Regions from separate parts of the Mus musculus genome. Here region 2 is linked to region 1. Evidence: chromatin contacts called from public HiChIP or PLAC-seq data. All regions are on one chromosome and are shown on one strand. Each heading gives the region's core, a stretch centred on a gene start, on an enhancer-like site or on the middle of the called end of the contact. The rest is flanking DNA. Distances are from core to core; before and after follow the strand shown.

Region 1 (4,441 bases), core at 1,376-3,875:
AATTACATTAAAAATGTAGAAAACTTTAAAAACTAAGTATATTCAACATAAAATAACCAGAAATTATACATTTCAATAACAAAGTGATTTTGTTTTATTTTTGTCAAGCCAGGCATGGTAGAACACATGTGTAATCTCAGGCTTTGTCTTGAGCAAGCAGGAAGATCAGGAAGCCAGTCGCTACATAAGATAACAACAGTAACACTAAAACTGACTCAAAAATATTCATAAATAAAATTATACAATAAGATGTCACATGTCTTGCCAGCTATAAATTGATATTCTTTTCTTCAGAAGTCTAGTCTTTGTATGTAACTTTGTTCTTGTGTGTGTAGCTACACATGTGTAAATGTATGTATGGAAGGCAGAGGACAACCTTAGGGGCCATTCCTGAAGTACCATTTGCTCTATTTTGAGACACAATCTGTCATTGGCCTTCACTGGTTAAGCTCTGCTGGCCCCAATGAATCCTAGCAGCCTGTCTTCACCACCCCAGTGCTAGGATTATAAGCATATACCAACCTGCTTAACTCCCTCCACCTAATGAATTTGAGGATCAATCCCAAGTACAAGTGTTTGCAAAGCAAGCAAATGACTGACTGAGCCATCTTTCCAAATCTCAGAGTCTTTAAAAATAGTCATAATCAGCCAGGCGGTGGTGGTGCATGCCTTTAATCCCAGCACTCGGGAGGCAGAGGCAGGCGGATTTCTGAGTTCCAGGCCAGCCTGGTCTACAAAGTGAGTTCCAGGACAGCCAGGGCTACACAGAGAAACCCTAGGAGTGGGGGTGGGGGGGCAGGTGTTGGGGAGAATAGCCATTAATATAGTAATTTTACCTCTGGGACCTAGACAAAGGGTAATCCTGAATAGAGTCTGAACTTTGTGCATTGTAATGGTAATAGCTTACTTTGCCTTAGCTACTTTCCTAAGTCTTTCAAAAGTGTTTGCCATTTGTCTTTCAAATGGTAATCCTAGGTGTTGGCGAACAGTTTAGAGTCAGAAATGATTGAAGGATCCAAGTTTAGGTCAGCTGAAGGTAAAAGCTGTTCTACAGTCACCTCCCTTGTTCTACAGTGCCTGCAGCATGGTGTCTAATACAAGAAAATTAGATACAGCTTGTGCGGAGAAAGGGAAGTGATCACGTAAATGATGCCACATCATTTGATGGACCAGCTCAACAATGTTAGAACTCACAATGCTCCCCACAAATCATATTGCAACAATAGGAGAGAGCAGGATACAAGAGGATTGCAGAGTGTGTTGGCAATTAAGTTTAAATAAAATTATACATAGAATCTGTAAAAAGAAATTAATAATACATTTCTAAATTGCAAGATGGGAAATTCTTCATGAAAGAGGAAGAAAACGTCTTGATTACCAGTAGTGTCATTAACAGTGTCATTAACAGTAGTGTCATTAACAGTAGTGTCACTAACAGTGTCATTAACAGTAGTGATTGAACTTTTGGATAAGAAAACTATTGATGAATCTATTTTTCTTTTAGGTCTCAACCTTTTAGGACTTTGATACTAAAGATATAAAGATATATACCGATGTCAATGTTTAAAAAGTGTGTGCCTGTTGTTATGTTCTTTTAATTTTCAGGGATGTTTAATTTTTTTCTCTAAAAATATATATTTTTAAAAAAATATACTAGATCAATATGTCCCCAATTGTCATTGTTTACTTAGGAGACACTTTATGTGTGACTAGAGTGGATTTTGTTTTTCTGAAAGGCTCTTAAAATACTCAGCCTAATCTAAGGGGGAGTGGGGACAAGCTTTCTATAGATCTTTTCTGAGTGCACTGATGATATATAAACCAGGTTTTTGTGTTGATGGAATAAATCATTTTGAAAATTAAGTCACTTTAGATTCTGCTGAGTATACGCACACATGAGTATTCACCAAAATGCATTGGAGGACAGAGGTTAATGTGTGGTGTCTTTTATGGTTCTCCATCTTATATTTTGAAACAGGGCCTTGAACTGAATGAACCTAGAGCTCACCATTCGTACTTGGCTGGGTAGAGTGGGGATCTGCCTGCCTCTGCTCCTTTGTTCCTTTGCTCTGGGGACAGACACAGACATGATGGCTGTGCATGGCTACTTGTGGTCTGAACTCAGGTCTTCATGCTTGTGCATCAAGTACGATGCCCATGGAGCCATCTTTCAGACTCGTACCAGAACTTTATAATGTGTTCCACAAGAGACTTGCCTTTAGCAATGTAACTGCTGTATTTATGTTGCGTTATTAAGGTTTTTATTATCCTTTCCTTTCGAAAGGATTCCTTTCCACTGAAAGTTCGTGGGATCCATTTGATAAATGAGCCAGTCATTTTCCATGCTGTCTTCTCCATGATTAAACCATTTCTGACTGAAAAGATTAAGGACCGGGTGAGTAAAATATATTCGTGATTACATCTTACCTCTTTCCATTTAAGGATTTTTTACTATATTCCCATGTTCCTTGCACTAAACCATTGGACCAATATTGCAAATACTACTCTTATAAATTAAAATTTACCTTTACTTTTGAAATATCTATCATTACTGGCTGGGAGACTCTTGGGAAACCGGACTCTCAGGTATCACTGGAGAGTAAAGTATGGTCCCTCTAGAGGGCAGTATAGTAATAGCCATGACAAACTATGTCAGCAGTTTCTGGAAGTTATAAAACAGATAAAGCTGTATAGCAACAAAGGCACATATACTGACAATCATTAAAACCTCCAAGCATTCACTGTGGGGGGGGGGGTGGAAAAACTGTGACAAATCCACACAGGACTGGAGGGTATGTTTTAGAGGAGAAATTCATGCCAGTGCAGATCAGTGTTGATGGCATGCTTTTTCTGTGAAAAAGGGAGAATCAGAACATACAACTATAGTTTTACAATAATGTATTTTGTCAGTATACACAGAAGCGTGGGTGATGGACAAATGATCCAGTGATGGTAGGTGAGGGCAGAGTTTATACCAATGTCTGTGTTGTTTGTTTTTAAACTTGTTTTGATTTCTAACTTACCTAGATGTGTAAATTATACAAATAAGAACACAGACTGTCTTAGCTATTAAGCCCATGTAACTGAAACACATCACATCTGGGGTATGTGATTTATTGTTTTACAGGTGATGCAAAGGAATTGATGTTCACTAACCTCTCCTGTTGAGCTTCATTTCATGTAGAGCTCTCTTCTTCTCTTCTCTTCTCTTCTCTTCTCTCCCCTCCCCTCCCCTCCCCTCCCCTCCCCTCCCCTCCTCTCCTCTCTTCTCTTCTCTTCTCTCTTCCTTCTCCCCCTCCCCTCCCTACTCCCTCCCCCTCGCCTTTCTTGTCTTTTCTTTTCTCCGGTTTCTCTGGGTAGTCCTGGCTGTCCTGGAACTCTCTCTGTAGACCATGCTGGCCTCAAACTCACAGAGACCTGCATGTCTCTCCCTCCTGAGTGTTGAGATTAAAGGTATGTGCCGCCACCACCCAGCTCATGTAGAATTTTTTAGTTCACATTTTGTTGTTTAGAACTTTTGAAAGGCTGACAATAACTTGCTCTCGAGAGCAGCAGCTGCTTCCCTGCATTAGTCTGTAGAGGAACACATACATTTACAGCTTTCCCTTAGGGTGCTGTTTCATCACCCATGTTGTCTGTGGTCTCTAGGTTCAAGGGATGCTCCCATCTTGGCTTTCTGAGCAACTGTGGCAGGCACAGCTGAACACCATTTGCCCACTGCAAATAGTTTTGGAGGAATTTTGCCATTTCGGCCTCAAAAATATAAGTAGTGATTGCAGTGATTATAATGAGATACTTGGAAGTTTAGAAATTATTCTTCCATCTTAAGAAAGCATAACATTTTACTCCTGGTCAGACTATTATGACCCTAGAGACAATCTTGACACATTAAGTGAGCCAGTTGGCATTTCTTTCTCTTTATTTTCATTAAATTTCTTTCTTTATTCTTTGATAATTCCAAGCATGTATCTAATGTATTTTCTCATCTCCCCTTTTCATTCTCCTCTACTTCCATGGAATCCCTTCTTCCTAACCAGTTCCTCTCCTTCTTTCATGAATTCTTGTTGTTATCTGTGACTCCCAGTAGGTATTTCTGTCCTTAGAGAAAAAGATTTGTTCTATTTTTATACAAATTTCTGCTTGGAAGAATGGGCTTCTGAGTGCAGATACCCTCTGAAGCCAGAAGAGTGCCACATCTCTTGGAGTTAGAGCTACATGTGGTTGGGAGCCAACTGATGTAGGTGCTGGGATCTGAACTCTGGAAAATCAGCAAGCACTCATGTCTCTCCAGGCCAATTTCTGTCTGTATTTTAAGGTTTCATCCCTAAATTGTCAGCTCTAGTGAAGCTGGCCACTTCGGCTATTTTGTGTTCTAGTGTTTTCTATAAGGTGTTTTGTTTTCCATGTAGTGTAACTTAGTAACATTGGATACCATCTGATT
Region 2 (4,211 bases), core at 585-3,084, 1.8 Mb after region 1:
AGAATCTAAATTTTAATTTTAAAATTCTGCCCTTTTTCCTTTAACTGTAAGTTGAGTCTTTTGTTTTCTATTTTTAAAAATTAAAAAAAAATTTCTTTTCTTCTGTTATTTTTTCCATGAGTTTTAATATATACTTTTTAAAAAGACCTATTTCTGACACAATTTAGGCTGGGCAATGGTGGTGCATGCCTTTAATCCCTGCACTTAGGAGGCAGAGGCAGGTGGATTTCTGCGTTTGAGGCCAGCCTGGTCTACAGAGTGAGTTCCAAGACAGCCAGGGCTATACAGAGAAACCCACAGTCATCTATAAGAAGGAACACAGGGGCCCCAGTGGAGAAGCTAGAGAAAGCACCAAAGGAGCTGAAGGGGTCTGCAACCCTATAGGTGGAACAACAATATCAACTAAACAGTACCCCCAGAGCTCATGTCTCTAGCTGCATATGTAGCAGAAGATGACCTAGTCGGCCATCACTGGGAATAGAGGCCCCTTGGTATTGCAAACTTTATATGCCCCAGTACAATGGTATGCCAGGGCCAAGAAGTGGGAGTGGGTGGGTAGAGGAGCAGGGCGGGGTGGGGGGTATAGGGAACTTTCCGGATAGCATTTGAAATTTGAAATATATATAAAGAAAAGATCTAATAAAAAAAAAAAGAAAGAAAAACCAGAAAAAAACAAAAAACAAAAACCTGACACAATTTAGGATGCAAATTTTTGCATCTTTTACATAGTCTATTTCAAATTCAATACTAACATATGAAACTTGATATTTATACAGACAAATTTGAAATTTGTATATAGACTTTGGAATTATATCATAACCCAAACTGTTCTTACAGATGCAGCATTTCTTTTTTTCCCTGGAAGAAAATGACCTTCTAAAAGACAATTATGTACCCCATACCTAGTATCTTGACCAGCATGCTTGTATTCCACTGCATTTGTCTAATGAATGGTTCCTATAAACAACATAAAGGAAGAGTTCTCTCCTTTGCCAAGTTTCCCCATGGAAATGAATTAGATTTTTAAGTTAAAAAAAAAAAAAAAAGTGGAAACAACAAACCACAACAACAAACCCAGTCAGCTTTTGGTTCTTAACTGAACTCTTTTAAACTCCAACCCCAGCACACGATCCATTAGGTCACAACTTGTCCCTTGTGAAAGACTGTGGCTCATCAACTAGTGCTTGCAAGAAATTATTTTTTGTTTTTTAAATTTTTTTATTTTTTGTAACAGGAAGAGGGTATCGGATCCCATTACAGATGGTTCTGAGACACCATGTGGTTGCTGGGAATTGAACTGAGGATCTCAGGATGAGTAGTCAGTGTTCTTAACCACTGAGTCATCTCTCCAGCCCCACAACAAAATTTCAAACCAACTGTTTTTACTCAAAAGCAAGGTGTACATTGTTGTAACAGATGATCGGATTGAGCAGAATTACAGGTGTGATGTACAATCTAGTTCAGAAGTGAGAACCACGTGAAATAAAACGTTAAAATCATATAGAGTGAATCTCAGATGCGACTTTAGGTTCCGAGTTGGGTGATGGAACAAGGGAAGCTGTCTTAAAAGGCACCCAGCAAGTGGGACGCAGCTCACTAAAGCCAGCGCCTGCATCCAGGCCCCGTGGCTGGCACTGTAATCAGTTGGCTGCAGGGCGCCATCCCCTCATCCCATCTACACTCCTCCACCATGCTCCAACCTCCAAGCCGCCAAAGGAAAACCCAGATCTGGGTCTGGACTCAAAGTCCCGCCTTCGGCCCACCCAGAACACCAGACCCCGCCCTCGCCCCCGCCCAGGACGCCAAGCCCCGCCTTCTCCGGGTTCCCCTCTGCACAGGCGCAGAAGCTCCTGCGTGTGGAAGCTGCGGCCCGGCGGGCGGGGTGAGTTGGGGCCCAGGCTTTGGGGTCACTGTAACCACTGTGTCTTCGCTTGGGCGACGAGACCTTCCTGTACGTCAACCAGCCTAGAAAGAGAGGTTTCCTAGCCTACCCTCGCGTCCAGATTCACAAAGGCACCAGGCGGCCTCCCGGGCCGAGTGCTGGCGGCAGGGGGGAAGAGCCGGGGTCGGGGAGGGAGCCAGGCCGAGTCTCGTCTTTTTGGTGACCCGGGCATGCAGCGTCCGCTTGTCCCCTCGGGGTCTCCCCTCGCAGCACATCCCGCTCTGCTAACTTGGGGTGCATTCATGGCCTGACGAAGAGCCTAGACACAGCTTTTTGGCGACGCCAAATATTAGGTTAGGGGTCGATCCTATACCTGAGCCCACGTCCGGCTCCCGGACTTCTGCAAGTCACTTTACCTCTATCCAGTTCCAAGTGTAAATTAAGGATGATGATAGTGACGTATCTCAAAGTGCTTGTAAGAGGTTCATAGAATTGAGTGTTTTGAGCCCGGGTATCTAAAAGGAAGATGTTTGCATTTCCTCTTCTCACGCTGGAGAATAGCAGCCCAAAACTTAAAAAAAAATCAAAACAAAAACCAATTTGACAAGGGAAGCTTGTAGCCAGTTGAAAAGTGTGATATTAATTGCGTTAGCCGTACATCCTTTGTTAGAGGTAACGCAAGTGCTAGATAATATTTAAATTAAAAGCTGAAGTTGACGTCTCAGCAGGTCGCCAAACCTGATGGTTCAATCTCCTGGACCCACGAGGTGAAAGAGAGAAGCTACTCTGACCTCACTAATGCAAATCGAAACACTAAACACGTGCACAGCCATACATATAAAATACATCAATAGATTTATGTTTTAAAAGAAAGCTGTAACGTTTGATGTTTGCAAAACCTCAAAAAAAAAAAAAAAAAAGAAAGAAAGAAAAAGCCAGAACATGTTTGTGGTGAAGTCAGGCCTGAAACTTCTGTCCTTTGATGGCTCTGCCTGCAACATTGGCCCTTGTTTGGCATCTTAAAACTTGGAGTTTGGGCATGTTCTGATGTAGTAGTAATTGTTCTATACTCAGCATTATGTTTCATGCCAAAATGACCAGTTACCATACAGTTTCTGTGCTCCAAGTCTCTAATGGGTTCCCCTGAACCCAGATTCATGTTGCTGCTTAGTCCTTGTCTTACCCACCTGAAGAGAGAGACTTTATGGAAGTTATGGGCAAAGTACCCTTTTCCAGTCTAGTCGGGTTGAGTGTTCATAGAATGTACCATGAAATATACAACCATGTGCTGAATCCTGTGAGTCAGTCCTCTTGACTCCTCAGTGCCAGGAGAGACTTGGAGGTTTCCAGACACAATTTTGATAATGGAAAGCCTTTGAAAGTCCAGTAGTTGGATTTTAATGTTGTTTGCTTGCTTGTTCTGCCTTAAGTGGCATTTGTAGGAGAAGGTTACATGGTATTGCCACATTATGGCTTGTGGATGTTCAGATAACGTTACATCTGCTAGAAAAATGATTGGAAATTGCCCCTCCATTACCGGGAGACGTTTGAGACAACGGTTTCGAAAAAGGTAGCAGGTTGTTTACAAAGTCAAAATCAAAAATCTGCCTCTGAGTATTCTTCCAGAGGTCATCATTATCTGTACATAAATCTTCATCAAGGGTTTATCTGTTATAGGGGAAAATATATCATTTCTCGTGAGCTGTTTCTGTCTGAGAATGCCTTACTCTGGCCAGGGCTCAAATTAAAGTTAGTGGATGCAGGTTTGTAAATTTAGAGGTGGAAAGCCGGGATTGGTGGGGCGGTAGGGGAGGTGCAGGTGAGACTGAAAAGGGTTTGGAGTGTCTGAGTATTGTGCACAGAAGTTGTCCAGGGAGAGGTGTGGGGGATGAGGGTAAGCCCGGTCTTACAAGACTTTCTGAATACATGAGAAAATGGTGACTTGGGTTCATCTAGAATTGGCTTCTGCTAAATGGCTGATAGAGTGTTTACTTACTAAAGCTAAATGTGACCACGTGATTTTCTTTAGTCAGCTAATATGAGCTTCCAGGCAAAGCTTTACAAAATAGCTCTGTATTAATCTTTCTCCGTTCTGCTCTAGGAATTGAAGCATTGTTGAGGTGTGCTAGCAAGGACACTTGCACACACACCCCATATACACACTTAAAAAAATAATATGTGAAAACAGTATTAAAAAAAGAAAAGAATGAAGAGCTGTAACAGATGAAGTTAAAAACAATGACTGAATCTCCATCCCCCTCTCAAAAATAATCCTTTTAGAAAACACAAATCAGATAAGGAAATTAGAATATGTTAGGATTATAAGGTA

What was found. HiChIP or PLAC-seq counts read pairs in DNA pulled down with a chosen protein or histone mark.
Region 2: an H3K27ac HiChIP or PLAC-seq map of embryonic stem cells shows a contact between it and region 1, with 7 times the contacts expected there. The contact joins the promoter of Usp45 here to the enhancer-like site in region 1. A contact is called at or near these places in 4 of 39 promoter capture datasets (the 3T3-L1 cell line, embryonic stem cells, liver and 1 more), 4 of 115 datasets of contacts at active chromatin or transcription factors (astrocytes, embryonic stem cells and stem cell-derived neural progenitor cells) and 2 of 9 other capture datasets (adipose tissue and liver).

Annotation. Positions count from the first base shown.
Region 1 is chr4:20,021,501-20,025,941 of GRCm38.p6, forward strand. It overlaps Ttpa (tocopherol (alpha) transfer protein), which reads left to right. Exons shown (of 5, transcript NM_015767.4): 4 at 2,285-2,395. Among named protein-coding and RNA genes, the nearest start is that of Ttpa, 15 kb to the left of the region's middle. Within about 2 kb of position 2,626, at least 1 of the 459 cell types and tissues checked has an H3K27ac peak or open chromatin away from gene starts, as enhancers often do. A contact at or near this core is called in embryonic stem cells, where this site is marked.
Region 2 is chr4:21,774,436-21,778,646 of GRCm38.p6, forward strand. Usp45 (ubiquitin specific petidase 45) reads left to right here and starts at 1,835. Exons shown (of 18, transcript NM_152825.2): 1 at 1,835-1,882.